Regions from separate parts of the Mus musculus genome. Here region 1 is linked to region 2. The links are chromatin contacts, called in public HiChIP or PLAC-seq maps. All regions are on one chromosome and are shown on one strand. The core of a region is the stretch at or near the end of the contact, and the rest is flanking DNA. Distances in the headings are between cores, read along the strand shown. Region 1 overlaps Armc3 (armadillo repeat containing 3). Region 2 has its middle 52 kb from the start of Gm33592.

Region 1 (6,463 bases), core at 450-2,949, 240 kb before region 2:
AGATCTTACTAAGAGCTGGGAGAAGAATTAAGGGACCCAAGAAGACAGGGACTCCATAGAAAGACCAACAGAGTCAACTAACCTGGACCTTTGGGGACTCCCAGAGACTTTATCACCAACCAAAGGGCGAGTCTGGGCTGGACCTAGGTTCCCTGCACTTGTGTAGCAGATGAGCAGCTTGGTCTTCATTCGAGTCCCCTAACTAGAGCAGGGGCTGTCCCTGAACCTGTTGCTGGCCTACCCGCCTGCCTGTGGATACCTGGCCCCTAAAAGCACCTTCTTGCCTGGCCTCAGTGGGAGAGGATGCACCTAGTCCTACTCCCGCCCAACTTGATGTGGGGGGTGGGATGTGACACCCAGAGGGGGCTCCCACTTCTCAAAAGTGAAGTGGAATGGGGTAGGATTGTGTGAGAGAGTACTGGGAGGAGAGGAAGGGCTGTTATTGGGTTGTAAAGTGAATAAATAAAAATTTAAAAACACACAAGAAGAAAACAAAACAGTGCAACTAAACCAAAACAAAGGACGATGAGGAAGGGAGGTGGAGGCGAGCAGTCACCCCACCTGTAGTGACAGCCCATCCCGCAGCTGGACAGACCTCTGCCATTGTCTTGCTCCTTATTATTGTTTAAATGTAAGCTGATTCAGAAGTGATGTGTGGAGCCTCCGCTAGAACACAGTGTTGAGAAGTACTGCACAAGTGTTTACAAGACTCTCCAGTCAGAGCCATCAAGCCTCAAGGACACAGGAAATCCTTCTAGAGCCAACCGCACTGAATCTCCCCCAGTCCTGTCTGACAGAAGTCGGGGATCTGTCAGCTGAGAGGCTTACAGTTGTCACTTCCGGGTTTGAGGACAGCTACTCGACTCCCACCTGCAGTTGACTGAGCCCCCACTGTGGCTGGTGCTAAAGCCAGCAGTTCACCTGCTGGGTTGTGCCAATCATGGAGCCCGTCCCCATTTTCAGTCCTGCTCCCTTAGAGACCTGCTCAGGGCCTCAGCCTCTGTTTATGGAAGGAGCCCAGTGAAGAAGAGCAACTTCTGAGGCTTACACAGGGCTTGTTCTGTCCAGCAGCAAGCTCTCAGAGTGCCCACAGCCCACTCCCGAGAAATAGCAAATGAACCAGCGGACACCCATTAGAAAAGGAAATGTGTATTAAAACAAAACAAAACACAAACAAACAGCAGGGGGGTTAGAGAGAACTCACAATAGGATGCCTTTAAATGCTGAGTACCTCATACACTTAAGGAACAATTTGGTTTTTAAACATAGATTCATTCACTCACTACCTCTCTAAGATCATACCAAAGATGTGTCTTAACAGCTTAGCTAAAAAAAAAAAAAAAAAAAAAAAAAAAGCAAAAGCAAAAACCAGGTGTTTGTCTCTAAGCGATTTCAACTCTGACTCACACAAAAAAGAAGAGCACCCGTGTGTGAGTCATTGTGCTTCTGCGGGAAGGCAGAGCACGGGCGCTGTAAACCATTGCAGCTTCTTTTGTTGGTTTTATTTTAAAGTAACTTTAAAGAAAAGCAAACCACTGTAAGTTTTTTTTTTTAAAAATCTGAAATTAAAATAGATATACAGAGAGAGAAGGAGAGGGAGAGGGGAGAGACTCACTTGGCAAGGACCTCAATCTGCTCCTTAAGGTTGACAATGGGCAGTATCGACTTGGTCACCTCCAGCACATACACACAGAACTCAGGGTCAGGAGGAGGGTTCCACTCTTTCTCAGGGCTGCCTTCCGTGAACTTGGGCAGTGCCAGGATCTCTTCTTCCTCTTTCACTTTCTCTTCTTCTTTTTTCCCTTTCCCTTTCCTTTGAAAGTAAGCAATAATAAAACCCCATATCCTGTCGAAATGTCCAAATACTAACTATGCTCTGAGTCAATCTGAGAAGCCTCAGGGAAATAAGGAAAGGGTAATCGGGGAGGGAAATTAGTTAAAACAAAATACAATGTGTGTATGTATGTATGTATGTATATATGCAAATGCTATGACAAAGCTCATTATTTTGCATCTATATTAAAAGTTAATTTAAATTAAAAATATAGAGACAATTCAAATGTCCTTTGATAAGAGATGGGTATATAGTGTTAAGACCATACAATAAAATACTGGTTAAGAGTAAAAAGGGATAGGCTACCAATGCACAGAACAATTTGGAAGCATCTCAAAGGCATTATGCTGGCTGGAAAACATCAGTATCAGATGTAACACACGAATGATCCCATCAAAGTCATTCTTGGCTGGACCTGGTAGTCCATGCTTTTAATGCCAGCACTCAGGAGGCAAAGATAGGCAGATTACTGTGGATTCAAGGTCAGCCTGGTCTACAAGTGAGTTCGAGGCTAACTAGGGCTACATAGTAAGACCTTGGAAAGGCAAAAATAACAGAAAAACCACCACCAGGTCTCGTTCTTTTTTCCAGAGAAAAGAATGAGTTGCAGTATCAGGGCAGGACTCTGGGTTGGCTGAGCTTTTTTCTATTCTGACTGTGGTGTCAATGGCTGCACAAATTCCCTCTTTAAAATTCTGTAGCATTTTAAACAGAAAGACATTTTGTGGCATGTTAATTTAAAACTTTGTTGCTTGTATCGTTTTCTTTTTCTTTTTTCTTTTTTCTTTTATTTTTTTTTAAATTTTCCTCTGTGTAGCCCAGGCCATCCTGGAACTCACTATTCACTCCAAGCAAGCCATGAACTCAGAAATCTGCCTGCCCCTGCCCCTGCCTCTGCCTCCTAAATGCTGGGATTAAAGGTGTGCACCACCACTGCCCGGCTAATTAAAGACTTCAATTGCTCTGGGCACTCTGCTTACATCTGCGTGAGTAGTTATTCACGTTTACACCAATTATCCCTAGCATGGGAGGTGGAAAAGCTTGCTCTTCATACACTTCCATTGGCTAACACTAGGCACTAGCTGCTGAATTCCTTGAATCCATTTTCTGTTGGGTACCCTTCCTGCAAATAGCTTGTCCTAAACCTTTGACCCACCTCCAGCCCCGTATGTTATAATTACTTTCAGTATCTCCTGCTAATAGATAATGTCTTCTCTGTCCCTGGTACTCCTTGGGATTACTTTACCAGCCTTTTTTCAGGGGATGGCACTAGCTGAAAGGATGGAAGGACTGACAGAAGAGCAAGTGACTGCCTTAGGTAGTGCTGACCCAACAGAACTTTGGCTGGGGAGGAAAGGGTTTCAGCTTACATCTCTCAGGTGACACTACATCACAGAGGGAAGAAGTCAGGGCTGGAACTTCAGGCAGGAACTGAAATGTAAGCCATGTAGGTATGAGGCCTACTGGCTTACTCCTCATGGCTCTCTCATACACCCCAGGACTCCAGGGATGGTACTACTTACTGTGGGCAGAGTCCTTCAACATCAATCACTAATAAAAAAACATATTCTTCAGACTTGCTTACAGGCTCATCTGCTTGAGATCATTTTCTCAGTTAAGGTTCTGCCTTCCCTGAAGACTCAAGCTGGCAGAAAACCAACTAACATATCCTCTGAGAGGGAGGGGAAGTTCTCTCTAGATTGTCACTACAGCCCCTTTGCAAGGAATTAAAAAAAAAAAAACTTAAAGGATGCAAGAGTCTCTGGCGATGCTCAGCCTTCCCACTTCACAGCTGACCCATACTCTAATGGCCCCTCCAATGGTATTTTCAGCTTTAGAAATGTTTTCTCTTAATAATTGTCAAGGGGCAACTGCAGTAAATGAGACTCTTATGGCATACTCGTGTGGGGTAACATCAAGAGGTTTGTTGAAATATGCTTGGGTGGTGTTGGAACAAGAGTATTTCAGAGTTAATAAAAAGACCGAGTCTCAGGGGTCCAGGTAGGTCAGAACAGGACAGTGTGGGCTATGTAGTGTTCCTCAGCTCAGCCACAGACCTGCGCAGTGTCCTACGTGCTTCTGTCGCTCCTTCCCTCTTTCTGACTGACCTCGGTTCTACACTTCAAGATTTCTAGATGACTCTGTCACCTAGTCACTAGTGGCATGTAAATAAGAACATGAGTTTTAAGGTGTGGGGACTGTCACTTTAGGTGAACTTGCCACACCCTTCCTTGTATGTACAGATGCAGCTCCTTTGTCCTGTGTTCAGGAGACTAGACTCTCACAATGTTACCATTAAGCAGTAGATCTTCTGAAACAATTCATTGCCTAATGGACAGGAACTTAATTTGTTCCAGATTCAAATAAGCCAAGAATATGGGGCTAGCCTGGGACCAGGCAGGAGCAGCACCTACTTTAAGCAATTCTCAAATTTTGGGCTTATGTTTCAATGAAGCAAACTGGGGGTGGGAATTATTTATCTTTACCCATTACTTACCACAGAAGGTAAGAGGAACAAATCAACTGAAGTCTACTTTTCTTTTTACTATTTTGAAAAAAAAATCAAAGATTCCTTCAATTGCTATTAGTAAGTACAAACCATTTTTAGTCCCCACCACCACCCTCAACTTTTTTCACACAGGTAGTCCAGGCTGGCCTCCAACTCTCTATGACGCCTAGGGTAAGTATGAACGTCTGATCCCCCTGCTTTCACCTCCTGAGTGCCGGGATTGCAAGTGTGAACTACCAGGCTGTCCTACTGCGGATTAAAGCCAGGTATGTGTGCAGACGAGGCAAGTACTTTGTCAATAGAGCCATCTCCCCAGAGCCAAATAGGATTTTAGAATAGATAAAACCACAGAAGCACAAAGCACACCACAATTGTTCCAACCATAAGAGCTAGACCTCTTTCTCCCACTTTGTGTTGCTTCTGTCTTGAGGGTAGGGGACACAGCCAGAAAAAGGATGGAGAGAGTACCAAGAGGAAAGTACACAGGTTCATGGCCTGCTGCAAGAAGCTAAGCCCCCTCCCTCCCAACCCCCATCACAGGTGGGGTGCAGGGACACCAGTAGCTGAGGACAACTGCTGCCTCTATTGTCCTTTTGGAATGAAAGCCATTGTAGTACTTGATGGTAGTAGTTACCAGGGTAACCTGATTTATCCAGAGACAGGGAAGTTCTGGGTAAATTTTTCAAAGACAGCACAGAATAAAAACAAATGCTTAAGTCACGACTTGATGCCTCATTCAATACATATGATCTCAAAGTCAAAGCAGTGCTGGGGCTCAAACCCAGGTAATGAGGCTTGCTGGGCAAACTTTATGACACCAAGCTATGTAAGGCCCGAGGGGTGCCAACTAACTAGGAAATTTTAGGTGCTAGGTTGTGGCTCAGTGTGAGCCCTTGCCCACTATGGAGACCCCAGGGTTCCATGCCCAGCACAGAAGAAACCAAAGCAATCTCTCCCTTCCTGTGCCCTTGCTGCATAATCACAAGTTGTCACGATTATAACTAGGAGAAGAAAACAATGAGTTTCCTACCTTACTCCCTTCTCTTTGGTGAAAGCTCTGCTAAGGATAGTGTTCCGTACTGATGCTGGCTCGGATTTTTCTTCTGTAGGAGATCCAAATATAGCACTAAAACGAAAACTATTTTTCTTTTTTGTCATTTGAAAAGAACATGGCTTATTCTAGTCACACTAACAGTGCTGACAGGTGATATTTTAAAGATGACTATCATTAGAAGGTCCTTTCTCTTCCAGCATGATTGGATTCAATCACCACTGCAGTTAGGGCCTATTTGATCCACAGTTTAGGGAAACTCAACCTCTACCGCTGCTCCTCCATGTCTCATTTCCCCTAGACAACTTTGCCACATCAGCTTACAAAACAATTATGCAGATAAATCATCATCATGAGAAGAATTGATTTACCAAAATCTAAAACTCTAAAAACAAAACACCCCCCTCACACACACACACAAATTTCCAACCCCCTGGGCAGGTTGGTTGACACAATGTGTCCTTACTTGGCCTTCTCCTTGCTTCCCCTTCTTAAGGAAGATGAAGAAGAAATGCTTCGTCCATAGCCAACGTCCGATGATTTATCCTCCATAGATGGAGGTGGAGAGCTAAAATGTTACATGTTTGAAGTTAGGTACAAGCTAAAATTTGTCAGTGCTAACTTTGTCCTGAAAAACAGATTTCTTGGAAAAGTCATATTTGCAGAACAGTGCCATATTATTTTTAAGGGCATAAAGAAGAAGTTAAGACAAAGCTTTCACCAAGCCTGAAATGGATTAGCTCAGCTGGCAGAGGGCTGGCCTCAAAAAGCCTTCACAAAGCCTTCAGCTTGTTCCTTTTTGCCACATAAATTACCACTGGTGGTGTGCACCTATCATCTATCCACTGCTGGAGGTTCAAGGCCATCCTCAACTACGAGAAGGGTTTGAGGCCAGCTTGTGCTATAAGAAATCCAATTTAAAAAGCCAAAACTTAGGGAGCCAGCATGGTGATGAACACCTTTAATCCCAACACTTTAGAGACAGAGGCAGGTGGCTATCGGTGACTTCAAGGCCAACCTAGACTACACAGTGAGTTCCAGGCCAGCGAGAACTGCATAGTGAGACCCT
Region 2 (6,218 bases), core at 1,067-3,566:
CACTATAAAAATGTCAGTTAGCTTTCAAATGCTGTAACAAATACTTAGACAACTTAAGTTATAAGAAAGAAAGACAAGTTTCAACTCATGATTTCAGAGGCTCCACCATTGGTTTCCTGGCTCTGTTGCCTTTAGCTCCATGGCAAGGCAACATATCATAGCGTGGCAGAGGAAATCATCCTTAATATCCAGGAATTAAAGGAAAAGGAAAACATTGGAATTCCAAATCCCCTTCAAGGCCATTCCCTTGATGATTCAATTTCCTTCCTCTAGATACTACCTTCTAAGGATCTCACCATCTACAAACATTGCAAGGGCCTGGAAATCATGACTTAAACATGCGGGACTTAAGGAGACTCTCCAATTCCAAACAATTACCCTACTCAGGGTTGTGTGTTCAGTGGAAGCCGATCTGAAAGGGGAGCCCTTCAGTTCTAGGCCTCATATATGCTACCATTCTACACTGAAATGTATTAAGGGGCCAGGGAGATGTCTCCACGGGGAAAGCCCCTGCCATACAGATGTGACAAGCTGAGTTTGAATCCACATAAAAACTGGCATAGTAGCACACAGCAGTAACCCCAGTGTTGTAAGGTGAGTGGGAAGCAGAGACAGGAGGCTCCAGTAGTTCCCAGGCTAGTGAGTCTGAAGTATTCAATAGCTAACAACAAAAGAGAACTGTCCCCAAACAAGACTGTAGGGGGGACAGGCAGGTACACCATGGCACACACACACACACACACACACACACACACACACACACACGACACACTCTCTCTCTCTCTCTCTCTCTCTCTCTCATACACACACACACACACACACGCACACGTACATGCACACACACATATATACACACATGCACACAATGCACACATACACACGCATGCACACACATAATGCACATATACACACACACACATGCACATACACATTCACATTTAAAAAAAATTGAGTGTGGCTTGGAAAGACTATGAGTAACAGATGCATAAGGAAAGTAACGGGGGATGGGAGTTTAAGTAGGGCCTGGAATTACCCTACTACCTGAAATGCACTGTGCCTGCTTAGACTGAGCTCTGAATCTATTCTAAGCTTCCCAGCAATCACTTCAAGGGCCCAGCAAGAATGCAGTGCCTACATTATAAAATAGAGCCATTTGCCAGGTGAAGTGCAATATTCTTCGTATAAATTAAGACTATGAAGACAGCCTCATAAGGATCTTCATAAAAAGAACACACTGCCACATAATGAAGGCCATTTCCAACAGTGTCCTTACAGTAAATGGATGACGAATTACACTGGGCTGCTTCTTACTGATTCGCTGACACGGGCAAATGGCCCAATTTAGTTAAGTCACAATGCAGTTAAAGCAATTGTCCAGGAGGCTGCGATGACATGCCAGATATACAAGGGCCATACGGAAGAATGAAGGTATTAGCAAAGCCCAGCAAATTGCTCAGGGAATAGGAAGCTAAGCCAAAAACACATCATAAATCCATCATAGCGTCTCCTCCCACTGAAGTTAATAACTGACTTTTGTCTGTAGTCATGACCTAGATCACAATATTTTTCAAGAAGTAAAAGTAATGAAAGGCAGACTTGCACCTCAGAAGTCTGTGTCTTTGTGCCAGGGCTTTTCAAGTGTCCGGCAGCTGTAGACCAAACTCGTTCTTCAATTTCATTCACATTTACTTCCCTTGTTATGATTTGTGCTCACTTTTCAACAAGATTTTCTTTCCTTTTTTTCCTCTGCCTGTTTTGATCTGGTTACATGATTCCTGTACAATGTGCTAAGCCCTGCTCACTACATGGAATAGATGGAGTCTTGTTCTGTGCTTCCATAGCACTGGGAAACAGTGACACAGCTTAGTGCACGCTGAACGTACAGTACTATACATGTGCAGTTTTGTCTTAGTCTTTGTGATTCCTGGGTAAAAAAGATGCTTGTAGTGTCTCCACTTTATGAAGATTAAGATACTCAAGGTAAACTTACATGTCCAACACCACACAGAGCAAGTGGCAGAGTCAGCGTTCATAGACAGAGAGCTTGCCTCCAGAGCTCCACATGTCAGCTGGAGCTCTCAACAATACACACACCAGTGGTTATCAGATGGCATTTAGTTGTTTATATTCTTATATCTCGCCTGTCAACAGCAGGCCGAGCTGCCCTCTGGCACCATTGTCAGCATCCACTTATTTATTGTGGTGATTTAAACATGAAAGCCTCCCCAGACGCTCATGTATTTGAACACTCGGTCCCCAGTAGGTGCTGCTGTTTGAGGAAGCTTGAGGACCTTGCTAGAGGAAGTCCATCACTTGGGGTGAGCTGTGAGGGTTTGTAGCCTTGCCCTACTTCCTGTTCTGCTCTCTGCTTCCTGCATCCTGTGTGTGATGATGAAAACGGGATCATCCCACTTCTTGCTCCTGCCGCCACACCATGCTTTGTCTGCCATGGAGTACTCAAACTCTCTGGACCATGGAGCCATAGGCCAAAAGAAACTCTTCCTTGAGTAGTTTTTGGTCATGATCTTTTATCACACTAACAGAAAAGTAACAAAGACAGTTGTCTTCCCACCAGAGAAGATGCTTGCTCCTTGTGACATTGGACACATTATTTGGCCTTGCACTAGAGCAATCACAGAAACGCAACCATAATAACAGCCATAACCTCAAAGTGGCCTGACTCCTCTCTCCCTGTGCACATAAACGTCTCTGCCCTGCCCTGGGTCTTGCCCACCTCTATTTTGTTTCTCTTTCTCTGCCATGGTCTGTTATTTCTCAGTCTCCTTGGTTCTGCTTTTCCTGCCTATCTTAGATTGTCACCTGCCCCTCTTCCTTCCCCAGTCCACACTTCCACTTCATTCTCCTGCATTCCAGGTTGCTCCTTTCCAGCCCTGACCTTTGTTCTGAGAGCAGAACCTGTACAACAGGTGCCCCCTTGCTTCCCAGCATCACCTGCACCCATAGAGCACATCTTCGTTTTCTTCTTAGCACCTGAAACAAGGTAGACACAAAATAAATGCTTTTTAAGAGATAGACACAAAATAATACTTTTTCTTATATGTGACCATTCAAAACAGGAATGCTTTCATGTCCAATCTCAGTGCTTGGCCCAAGCTTTGGGATGCTGTTTGACATAAAAAAACACATAGGTGGAGTCAATTCTTTATGATGTATGTGTGGCTACTTATTACTGTTCTTTGTTTCCTTCTAGTGGAAAGAGTTTGTTTGCTTTGACTAAAATCAACCACCACTTCCCTCCTAGGGCAAGGCTCCAAGCCCTAACATGGTGCCTCGGCATGAGGAGCGTTTGCAGGGGGGCTTTTCACAACTGCAGAAGAGAAATGAAGACAGATACATGAGAGATGATTCAGAAATGTTCCTCAAGAGACTGAGAGGAAAAATTAGAGGCAAGAACGGCACTCAGTATGTGATATGGAAAATCTGAATACTGATGCCAAGGGACGGCTGTACGAGGTAGATCTCAGAAGGGATGGATGCTTCCTTTCTGACAGACCCTGGAGTGGAAGAGGACTTGCCTGGGGCTGTGCAAAGCTCTGGATTCCGCCCCCAGCACTTAAAACCAACAGCAAAAGGGTGTGAGGAAGAGGTGCGGCTGTGCCTGACTGGGAAGAGGATCCAAAAATCACATCCTGCCATCATGTGCCTCCTCAGTGAATAGACCAGTTCAGACCAGCCAGCACCCCACACTGACCCACACAGGGACCCACACCTCATCTGGTGCTCTGTGGTGGGGATCCTCAGCCACAGTAGTGACGTGGGCTCCAGACAAGAGCAGAAAAGTGAATGGCTAGATGCAGTGGCTTCCTGTTGCTGCCTGCTTCTTCTTATAGATCCGGGGTGGGAAGGAAAGACGTGGTACAGAGTGAAGAGTGACTGGAGATGGTGTTAGCCTAAATGTAGTGAACCAAGGGACACCCTGGGCTATTTCTCTGTTAAATGAGTTCCTTTCTGAGACAGAAACAGAAAAAGAGAGAGAGACAGAGACATAGAGACAGGCAGGCAGAGACAGACAGACAGACAGACACAAACATAGAGACAGAGTTACAGAGAAACAGACAGAGACATAGAGAGGGAAAATGTTTAATATTTCTGTTAGTTTCTTGAAACAAGCAACTTGTTCCTTTTTCTAAGCACAAAGCCAAAAATAGGAATGGTTTGGCTTTCTCTTCCACAGCAGTAGGGTAAGTCTTGCCTGAGAAAATCCTCCTTGCCTATTAACTAACAGAGCTGTCAAAGAGGAATTCTGATATACGTGTATACAGAGTGTCTAAATGGGAAACAAAGCTTGACCATTTATTATTATTATTATTATTATTATTATTATTATTATTATTATTCAGTCACACATATTCCCACCCCTCTCAGTCAATCATCTCCCATCTCCCGAGCCTGTAATACCAGACTCTGAGGAGACTGAGACAGGTGGATCAGGAGTTTGAGGCCAGACTGGGCTGCATAGGGAGGTGTCACAAAGCAAACCAATAAGTGAACGAAGCCAGCTTGTAAAATTCACATTGCTCCCAGCTCCTAAACGCTCTGGCAATTTGAGTCTCTGAAAAGAACAAGGCCTGGGTTACGGCTGAAAGTGATGGCAGGTGTTCTGTCTTTGGTGAAAGTAAAAACCATCTTCCTTATCAAAATGGCAAGCTGAGAAACCCACTGATTTTGGCTGTAGCTCAGTGGCAGAGCTAAGCATGTACAAGGCCTTGAAATGCAAATAATTAGAATGATGGAAGAGGAGGGGGAGGAGGAGGGAGAGGAGGAGAGGGAGGATGAAGGGAAAAGAAGAGGGAGAGGAGGAAAAGGAGGAAAGGGAGGAGGAGGGAGGAGAAAGAGAGGGTAGGAAGAGGAGAGAGGGGGAAGAAGGAAGGGCAGGAAGGGAAAGGAAAGGAGAGGAAAGGGGAGGAAGAGGGGGAGGAGGGAGAGGAGATCGTGATGATGTGATGCTAAACTTTACTGTGTGCTTTCCCGGGTTTGTCACACTTCTAACTACTCTGCATACCCTCATTCAATCTTCACAGCAATGCTATAAGGAAGTATTATGATCACACACACACACACACACACACACACACAGAGCTAGGCAGAATCTTGGCGACATTAAGTACTGTGGCTTTGTAGTTAGCAGAAGAAAAACCTGCAGTGTTAACCTAGGCAATGGGCCTATAATCAGTGCTCTTGACCATGCAACTCAGTCTACAGAAGTAGGACACACATGAAATGAGTGAAATGAACCAGTAATGGTAACACAGGGAGAAAGATGCCGTCAACGGAGCAGAGACAAGACAGGAGGAGCCAGCCTCCAGGGAGGACTACTGAGTAGTGAAGAAATTATGCCTCATGAGCACTTTAAGCTGTTGCCTACTTTGAAGCCAGCTGTCTGAGCATGGAAGAGATCCCTGAAGACTTCTACAGAGGAGCCCAAGTCTGTTAGGTACAGTCACCAACCCTGCTTGGAATCAGATGGAGCCAGCTTTCACCAAGGCCACCACTGTCTGGACTGTTCATTTCTAAAGAGGACACCCCAGAATAAACATTACTGTTCACATATCCTAACCTAGCACCCCCACCCCAGCACACCTTCACTTAACATGGTCACGTCTCCGTCCCAGATTTTGGCAGATCTTTCAGGAAATACTAAGTTAGACTAAAAATGTAGACATCTGAGTAACGTTCTGGACTAATTTCAAACAGCCAGCCTACTACAAATATAACCAACATATAATTTAAAAACTGATGCTTCTTAATTTTTAGAAAGACAACAGCTGCTTAAAATATGAATTGAGAACAATAAATAAGAAAACAGATGGATTTTCACAGGAGCTAAAAGGAAAATGTCTGTGACAGACACATATATATCCACAAAGCACCGTATGACACTCTAACCCTGACTGCATAGGAGAGTGAGAACACTGTGCTGTATAACCGCCTCCTCCCTAACTTTCCACTTTGAATGCAAGACTCAAACCCGGCACCACTGGACAGGGTAAAGGAAATGCCTAGCATTGAGTGCTAGGACCTGGGCTGCAAAAGCCAGCTTCCTCTTCTCATGGTGCATTTAACCTATCTTTAGAGACCAGATTAGGAACAAAAGAAAAGGAAGTAGATGGGGACAACTTTACCTCCAGATGTTGCCACAAATTGCACATCACCAAAATGGGAACCCCAGAGGCCTTAGTACTACACAGAGAGTAGCA

The links. HiChIP or PLAC-seq counts read pairs in DNA pulled down with a chosen protein or histone mark.
Region 1: an H3K4me3 HiChIP or PLAC-seq map of bone marrow-derived macrophages shows a contact between it and region 2, with 2.5 times the contacts expected there. The contact joins two enhancer-like sites. A contact is called at or near these places in 1 of 484 Hi-C or Micro-C datasets (cerebral cortex) and 4 of 115 datasets of contacts at active chromatin or transcription factors (bone marrow-derived macrophages, large pre-B cells and memory CD8 T cells).

The regions. Positions count from the first base shown.
Region 1 is chr2:19,295,822-19,302,284 of GRCm38.p6, reverse strand. It overlaps Armc3 (armadillo repeat containing 3), which reads right to left. Exons shown (of 20, transcript NM_001081083.2): 15 at 5,861-5,962; 16 at 5,374-5,469; 17 at 4,332-4,379; 18 at 1,616-1,813. Among named protein-coding and RNA genes, the nearest start is that of 4930447M23Rik, 45 kb to the left of the region's middle. Within about 2 kb of position 1,699, at least 126 of the 459 cell types and tissues checked have an H3K27ac peak or open chromatin away from gene starts, as enhancers often do. A contact at or near this core is called in bone marrow-derived macrophages and memory CD8 T cells, where this site is marked.
Region 2 is chr2:19,055,574-19,061,791 of GRCm38.p6, reverse strand. No RefSeq gene overlaps it. Among named protein-coding and RNA genes, the nearest start is that of Gm33592, 52 kb to the right of the region's middle. Within about 2 kb of position 2,316, at least 58 of the 459 cell types and tissues checked have an H3K27ac peak or open chromatin away from gene starts, as enhancers often do. A contact at or near this core is called in bone marrow-derived macrophages and memory CD8 T cells, where this site is marked.